Linked DNA regions of Mus musculus: region 2 is linked to region 1. Evidence: chromatin contacts called from public HiChIP or PLAC-seq data. All regions are on one chromosome and are shown on one strand. Each heading gives the region's core, a stretch centred on a gene start, on an enhancer-like site or on the middle of the called end of the contact. The rest is flanking DNA. Distances are from core to core; before and after follow the strand shown.

What was found. HiChIP or PLAC-seq counts read pairs in DNA pulled down with a chosen protein or histone mark.
Region 2: an H3K27ac HiChIP or PLAC-seq map of embryonic stem cells shows a contact between it and region 1, with 14 read pairs. The contact joins the promoter of Creg2 here to the enhancer-like site in region 1. A contact is called at or near these places in 7 of 39 promoter capture datasets (the 3T3-L1 cell line, cranial neural crest, frontonasal cranial neural crest and 4 more), 2 of 15 datasets of contacts at CTCF or cohesin (CD8 T cells and stem cell-derived epiblast-like cells), 50 of 484 Hi-C or Micro-C datasets (the AtT-20 cell line, the C2C12 cell line, ECoMG-derived neutrophils and 30 more), 11 of 115 datasets of contacts at active chromatin or transcription factors (astrocytes, bone marrow-derived dendritic cells, bone marrow-derived macrophages and 5 more) and 4 of 9 other capture datasets (adipose tissue, embryonic stem cells, liver and 1 more).

Annotation. Positions count from the first base shown.
Region 1 is chr1:39,612,559-39,616,646 of GRCm38.p6, forward strand. No RefSeq gene overlaps it. Among named protein-coding and RNA genes, the nearest start is that of Gm51620, 22 kb to the left of the region's middle. Within about 2 kb of position 1,688, at least 89 of the 459 cell types and tissues checked have an H3K27ac peak or open chromatin away from gene starts, as enhancers often do. A contact at or near this core is called in ECoMG-derived neutrophils, the HPC-5 cell line, adipose tissue and 10 more, where this site is marked.
Region 2 is chr1:39,648,798-39,652,885 of GRCm38.p6, forward strand. Creg2 (cellular repressor of E1A-stimulated genes 2) reads right to left here and starts at 2,385. Exons shown (of 4, transcript NM_170597.4): 1 at 1,709-2,385. The coding sequence starts at 2,143. It overlaps D930019O06Rik (a long non-coding RNA gene), which reads left to right and starts at 2,671. Exons shown (of 2, transcript XR_001778897.2): 1 at 2,671-3,472.

The DNA.
Region 1 (4,088 bases), core at 438-2,937:
CTCTGGGGACTAGGGAGCAGGGTGGATTTGCCCTGACTATGATATTGGACTTGTGGGGGTCACTGTGTTGACTTAGTAAAATGCCACAGGGCACTTTAAATCAGGAGAGCATGGATCAGTGGAACTACTGGGCAGGCTACCAGAAACAGGTTAGGATGTTCCTTGGGGAAAAGAGGCTTATGGGTAAAAATTAAACCAAGTTAGGTTCGATGCCCTAAAGGCAGTGGCTCTCAACTTTCCAAATGCCGTGACCCCTGTGTCGTAGTGACTCCTCGAGCATAACATTATTCCATTTCTACTTCCTAACAGTAATTTTGCTACCTTTATGAATTGTAATATTAATATTTTTGGAAATAGAGGTTTGCCAAAGGGGTCTCGAGCCCCTTGAGGAAGGCTGAGAACCACTGCCTTAAGGTAAAGAGGCCTCCTGTGAGAGTCTAACCTACAGGTTAGATGCAGGGCTGTGCCTGGGACTGGGAAGCAGGGTGGCTGTTAGTATTGCGATGGAGCTGCACCTGTGTGGGAAAACTTCCGATCAAAGACTCAGAACCCCCCAGGCATAGGTGAAGCCTTTCTTGCCAAGCTGGTTCAAAAGTTTCTGATGTGTTAGGATGTGAGGAGAAAGTCTCTCTCCCACCCACTCCAGAAAGCCTAAAAGGCTCCATAGGGCTTTTGTCTGACCTTGGACAGCTGCACAGTGACCTTGAGGGGCTTACAGTTTTCAGTTTCTCTCACAGCTGGCGCTGTCTGTTGCTTATATCCTGGCCTGATTCATAAGACTCTTACTCTGAGGTAATTATTACTTTTTCAATAAAAGCATCTGGACAGAGATATTCTTTATAAGCGATATCCACCAGAATATACTTGCAGAATATAGGACACTATAGGACAAGCAGTAACAATGATTAATATGTCCCAAGACAAACAAACCCCACGAAACATTCAAGATAAATACATGATCTTTTCCAAGTATTTATGGAAAGATGACTTTTGCACAAGATAGATCTAAATCTAGAGGGCTTGGAGAGACGGTGCAGAGGTTAAGGGCCCACAGGACTCTGCAGCAGATGGAATTCTGGTCCTAGCAGCCTTTGGGGGCAGTTCACAACTGCTTGTAATTCCAGCTCCAGGGGATCTGGTGCCCGATTCTGGCCTCTGTGGGTGCTGCACTCACATGTACAACACTACATTTAGACACACACACACACACAACTTCAAAATAAATTCTAAAATAAAAAGATCTAGATGATGTTACTTTTAGTTTAAAGATCTTGACTGCCTCATTTGTGTTTCTGGAATCCGATGGCTCTTAGTTCTATCAGATGCAGTAAGTTTTCCTGGAACCAAGTACTGAAGGCTTACTTTATAGACAGTAAAATGATGAAGAAAATAGAAACAAGAAGGGGCTTTGCGGGCTCACGCTATTCCTCTTGGAAGGCTGCGACAGGAGGATGGACCAAGAGGATGAGATTAGGTTACCTCTGGTTTCTTTGTGTGAGTGTGAGCCCCTTGGCAGAGGCAGAAGGAAGTTAAGAATCACAACTGAAACAGGTTTGGGAAATTTGAGCATTAACCTTTTCTCCTGGTTTCTCAGAAAAATGGAGAAAAACTCCCTTTTGCCTTACTGAAGGGAAGTGTGGCCAGTGCGCTGGCCTTGCGCGCACTGGCCTTGCCTGTTTGTGGCAGTCACTGCGGTCTCTCTGCTAGGCCCTCGAGAGAAATGCTCTGACCCCCGTGGCAATGGCTACAGAGAAAAGTCCACACTGTTGGAAATAGATGTGTCTGGGGCCGGTACTTTCGGGAGCCGGTGCAAGCTGCGTAGCCTCTCTAGGTGTCTGAAAACATCTGGTGCTGATACGGCTCAAGGCCAAACAACCCAAAAGCCTCGGGCGGGCGAGCTGAGCAACTCCAGGACAGGTAGGTTAACACAAAGGCAGCATCTTCTGCAGGAAGTTAGGACCCAGTGAGCTCTTGATAAGAAGAGCATTTACAAGCTTGAAGACTGCAGGGGAAGGAAGCAGATGTAATCTCCCACTACAGAAGTTCCCTTTTCTGCCCTATAAAACTCCAACCCGCCCCACCCCCCACCCCCACTCCTAAGCACATTCCCCAGGAGTGGCTTCTGCCCTTGGCTGTTCTGATTAAAGGAAAACCTGCTTCTGTAGGGTCTGGTCTCCAATGTTCTCTAGCCTGGAGCGATTCTAACAATCAGCCAACTGATCTAACTCTAGCCTCCGGCTCACACAAGGCCTGAGTAAGCACACTTGGGAAAGGCTTCTCTGTTCTGCCCTCCTCATCTTTTACAAGTAGCTGTTCCTACAGCCTGTATCTGGATCCTGGACCCTGGCGGGGGCTTCAGTAGCTGCGCTGAGGATATTGAAGAAGTAAGAGAGGAGGGCAACCCCAGGAGCGGAGGAGTAAGACCCACCTCCATCCTTATTGGACTTCCCCAAAGCATGGGGGAAGGAAAGAAGTTGAGTCAAGATGGGGTTTAATGTTTGCTTCAAGGACAAGCGACTGTAAATAAAGTTCCACTGCTCAGTCACCAGGGGGCGCACTAAATCTTTGCCTCCTACAAAATTCCCAAGTTTGGAAACTGTAAGTTTGTTAGAAACTCCCAAAGGTCCCACCGCTTATCTAGAAATGTCCAGGAGATGAAGAAACCACCGTGAGACATGGAGCAGGTAAGGACGATCAGAGCAAGAAGTGAAACCATTCATCCTCAGATACCTCGGTTCTTGCCAGGGGGATCCGACAGTAGACAAAGGGCTTCTGTGGGATGTGAAAAAACGAGGGACGTCGAGGCACAGCCAGCACTATAGCCCCCCTACGGTGAGCCAAGCAGGCTTGGGGATAATCTCGTTCTAGTGGGGAGAAACTGAGGTAGAAACGAACCCCTCGTGCTTGAAAGTTGGTGAAGCAATGAAATGAAGTCAATTCTGTCTCCAAACCAATTTTAAGTTCTAGTATGGGGGAAGACACTACAGACCAGTGTTGGTGTCCCAGTGAGCTGAGAGGAGGAGGAGGAGGAGGAGCAGGAGGAGCAGGAGGAGGAGCGAAGCACAAACAAGAAGCAAGAAGCTAAATGGTGTTCCCGGCTTGTAGAGTCAGGGTAACTAACACCAATGACCAAAAAAAAAAAAAAAAAAAAAAAAAAAAAAAAAAAATGGCTGTTGCATGCCCGGTTATTTCTGTCACCGTATCCCATCCATTGAAACTAGTCTCTCTCTCTGATCTCTCCTCTGCTTGGTTACGTTTGTGCAGCTGTGATGGAAAGCAGAGAGCCAGACAGGAGTGAGGGGCAGCAATGACCTCGTAGGCCACCTCTATCAATTGGGACTTTTGCAGCTAGGCCCCACCCCAAACATTTCCCTACCTCTGTAAACTCCATCAATGGCTGGGGACCAGTGTTCAGACCACGCAGCAAGCCTGTGGGAGACTTGTTCTTTAAAACCAGAACATCCCTTAAGTCCAATTCCTCACAAGATTGCATTAGTCCCCTGGTTTCAGCATAATGGTTTTACACTCTAGCAATTGTGACTCCATCTTAAATTTTACCCTGGTCTTTTGGGGCTCAGTGTAGAAGCTCAGTCCAAAACAATAGCCCCCAGAAATTCCTATTTCTTTAAAAATTAATATTCCTGGGCCAGGGGATGTAGCTAGGTTGGTAGAATATTTATGTTGCATGCATGGAGCCCTGAAGGGTTCAGACACTGGCAGGACACAAACCTGGATGTGGTTGATCATGCCTGTAATCTCATGTTGAGGAGGAAGGATGCTCACAAGTGGAAGGATCAGATATTCAAAGTGATCTTCTGCCCAGTGAGTTCAAGGCCACTCGCAGGGACAGCCAGATGTCTCCTATAAGTCCCTTAACCATCCTTTTAGCTACTGTAGCTGTTCCCACCTGACTTTTGCTTTGCCTACACACAGAGCCATTCCGCAGGAAGAGAAAGCGTGGCTGCTGTCTAAGTAATCCCTTGAGGGCATGCCCAGTCAAATATGTGGACTTTAAAAATGTGGACTCCAGGTTTACAATGGGAGCCAGTCCTTGGGATGGATACATACACAGAGAGTCAGCACAGAGA
Region 2 (4,088 bases), core at 1,135-3,634, 37 kb after region 1:
TCCAAACGGTAGTATGACATCACCCACAGATTCTATTTCCAGGCTATCATGAACCGCTCAGCGGTTCATGCAAATGTTCTCTGAATTTACTGTTTGGATTCAAAGTCAACACTGGAAGAGCCTAAAGAAGCCAACAAAAGAGCTGTTGGAGGTCAAAGCAGCTTCAACACAACGACCCGCAAGGAAAGTGGATGGTTTCTCTTGTACATGTTTCTGTGAGGCAGGGCCGGGACATGTATCTAGAGTTGGCTCTGAACTCACAATTCTCCTGCCTTAGCTGTGTTAGCATGGGCCACCCAGGCTGACTGGCACCCGGCTTCTTCGTTTTGTGTGTGCCTAAGTGTGTGGTACTTCTGCATAGTGTGTATTCATGGCGGTCAGAGGTCCACCTCCTGGCCTCCCCATGTCTTTCCTCATGGTCCAGGACTGTTGTTTGGTTTTTTTTTTTTTTAAAGAAAGAGTCTGTCACTGGCCTGGGACTCCCGAAGTAGGCTAGGTTAGCTTGCCAGCAAACCCTAAAGATCCACCTGTTTCAGCAGACTCAGCACTGTGACCATAAATTAACACCACCCTGCTTGGCGCTTTATAAAAGAAAACAAACAAGCAAACAAAAGAACTCGGGTTCTGGAGGTTGAATAACACAGACTCTCAATCATTCTACAGCCGAGCCTCTTCCCTAGCGTCAGGCAGTAGATTTCTAATTGTCTGAACTGATTTGTTGTAAACCTAGAGATTAGCTTCATACTTAAAGTCTGTATTCTCTAAGGTATATGTTAAACGTGTAAAAAGTCTTTGAACCCTGGGAATACAGAACTGGCTTAGACTCAGATGTAGAAAGAGAACAAGATCATTGCCATTATTAGGATAAAGTTGTCATTAGATAATTTTTGAAGAAGAAGAAGAAAGAACTTTCAAGCTCTGCCCACCGAATTTCTTAGTTTTGTAGATGTTTTGGCCAAGCTGGGGTTAGTGAGACCCAGAGCTGTGGCAAGAACCAGACTCCCACACCGCGGGATACATAACAAAGCCCTTCCCTGCACAGATTCAACAGGGGCTGGGCCCACAGCTCTGTTTACCAGACAGGACTAGAAGCTTTCTGGAGGCTATTCTTAGGGAATACAGAGCCTCGGCCCCTCTCCATGCCATTCTGGGTGGAAGGAAGCAGGATAAAATGTGAATACAGTTTTGTGGATCGAAAGAGACGAACTGCAGCTGAAACAGCTCCTCCAGCTGTTACCTTTTGCTTAAGCCCTCTTTCTAAAAAACCTGAGTTCCATTTTTTTTTAAAGTGTAAATGTCTACCGGAGTGTGGATGGCGTTCCTCTTCCACACCCACTTGGTGTGGGAGGCGGTGCCAGAGTCTGTCTGCAGGACTGTCGGAGCCTGCAGGGAGCTGGGAGCTGGATGCGCCTCATCTGTGATTCCAAAAGCGATCCTGCCTACGTTCCAGGTTTCCAGCTTGTCACTGTTTATCTGATCATCTCTTTGGCCATTTTAGTACACAGGGATTCAATCACTAACCACGAGACTGTTTCCCAGCTTCTCCTTCCTCCCCACTCACATGCACTTGGCCAGATGGACCGACCCATGCACACGCTGGTTCCGTTATTCACAGGGCATTCACAGCCTATGAACCTGTGAAACCGGAGTCGCCCTGCGTCCTGGAAGGGAGACGCGCACCGCCCCCGCGTCCCGACCTCTGGCTTACCTTTTCGTGGGTGGACACAGTGGCCAGACAGCCCCAGGAGCTAGCGTGGGCTAGGGAGCGGGCGGTGCCGGCATGCACCCTGGGGCCAGGGGATGCCTCAGATGAGCCGCTCTCCCGCCGGTAGGAGAACATGCCACGCGCGGCCGGTGCGGGCCTGGCGCGGGCGGAGCCCCGAGGTCGCAGGTGCGTGTCCTCCTTGTGCGCCGAGGCCGGAAAGCTCTGCTGCCAGATGCTACTCGAGTCCTCCAGCAGCGCGGGCAGCGCCTCCTCAGTGGATGCACTGTCCAGCTCCTCATCTACCTCGTTGGTGACAGCCCAGGACACGGAGCTCACGATCACGTAGCCGGCGGCTGGGGACAACAGGGCGCTGCAGCATAGCAACCAGGACAGGCGACTCCCTGGCCAAGCAGGACGCTCCCTGCCGGACAGCGACATCTTCTTGGAGGCGACGCGCCCTGTGGCGGGGACCACTGACCAAGCAGCGGCCAGCCAGGGGCGCCCCCCTGCGGCGGAGCGTGCGTCGGAACCCTTCTCCTCGTGATAGGATTCCCGGGTTGAGGGTCTCCAATCAGTCCGGGGGCCGGGGTTCCCTATTGCCTTACACTCCCGTAAGAAGCGAAGTCTGCTGCACGACCAGAGTCCCCTGCGTCCACCGCCGCTGCTGGGCGCAGAGTCCACGCGTGTCTTGGTTTTCCGCAGGATGGCAAGCGTTTTGCAGCCAGAGGGTGGGCGTTCACAGCTCAGGCTCAATGCACTCCTCCGCTCGTCAGCTGTGCGACTCTACCAAGCTGATTAACTTCTCTGAGCCAACAAGAAGGGCATCACCAGGCTCAGTTATTGCACCCCATCACCTCCGCAGAACCGGGAACCACAATACACCCACATCTTCCATCACTCACCCAGTCAGCAGTGTCCTGCGGTTAGCGACACAGACTAATAGAACTTTATTGTTGTTGGGTGTTTTGTTTTGTTTTTTGTTTTTTGTTTTTTTTTTTTGTTTTTTTGTTTTTGTTTTTGTTTTTTTTCGAGACGGGGTTTCTCTGTATATCCCTGGCTGTCCTGGAACTCACTCTGTAGACCAGGCTAGCCTCGAACTCAGAAATCTGCCTGCCTCTGCCTCCCAAATGCTGGGATTAAAGGCGTGTGCCACCTCTGCCCGGCTTAATAGCGTATTTTAAAAACCATCTTGTTCCAGTAAGAAGTTTAATAGATATCAAAATAACTTCAAAGTAATTATAATTTCTTACCTGTTCTTATGATATCCAGTCTTTGTCCCACCATGGAATATTTTCTATCGCTTATATTCCTAAAATGCAAGAGTCCTGCACTAACTGGTTCTATAAGAAAGTATCTTGAAATGGGATTTGAGTTTTTCCTACATGTCTTCACTGTGCCCTGCTGTGAAACTCCTGTGACTCTTCCTGGATGCCTGGATGTCAGCTGTGAACACAGCTGGTCTCTTTCTCTTTGCATGGGAACTTCTTGTCTCTCCCTGGATGCCCCTGGCTGCTCTTTCTCTCTCTCTCCCCTCCCCACCCCCCACCCCACAACCCCTTCTCTGCTCTCCGTCTGCTTTGAAACATTGATGGTGTCTTCAGTTTCTCCCCAAGACATCTTGTTTACTCTCATGGCTTCTGCTGTTATCGGCTGCTGCTCTCTCCCCAGCTTCACAGACCCTCTTATCCCCTGTTTAGGGGAAAGATGTGTTCCATGGTCTTGAGAGGCACAATGGGGAGTCATGGAAATACTACACACTGCAGCCAGGTATGATGGCACACACCTGTTATCTATCCTAGCACTCGACAGGTGGAGGCAGGAGATTCAGGAGTTCAAGGTCAGACTTAGCTAGGTAAGCAAATTTGAGACCAGCCTAGACTACATGAGACACCACCTCAAGATCCACCATAAAAACCAACAACTCCTCCTCCCTGAAATACAAATTAAAAATAATCCAGATCTTGTCCTATCATGTTCTGATTGTGGGATAGTGGCATGTCACTGTTGCCTCTACAAAATGGGGACGGTTACATCTCCCCCACCGGGGTTTGGGTGTCAAGCCTGACATCTCTAGTTTCAGGGGAGAGCTTATCCTCAGAGGAAAAAGACGATGAATGTTTCAACCTCAGGAAAGGAAAAGGGATTGAACTGATATGTCAGTGTGGGGAGAGGACCTGCAGATGGTAATCTCAGTTCCTCTGTGGCTCTCACGGCAGGATCAATCCACCTTCTCTTTCCTCATGCCTGAGTTGGCCAGCTATGGCAGAGGCATGTGCCTCCTCTGCTGGAATGAGTTCAGCTGTAGAACCTCAGAGGAGTCCCACAGATCTCTTTTATTTCTATGGGTATCGAGATGTTGTATTGTAAAAGCTAGAGAGGGTAT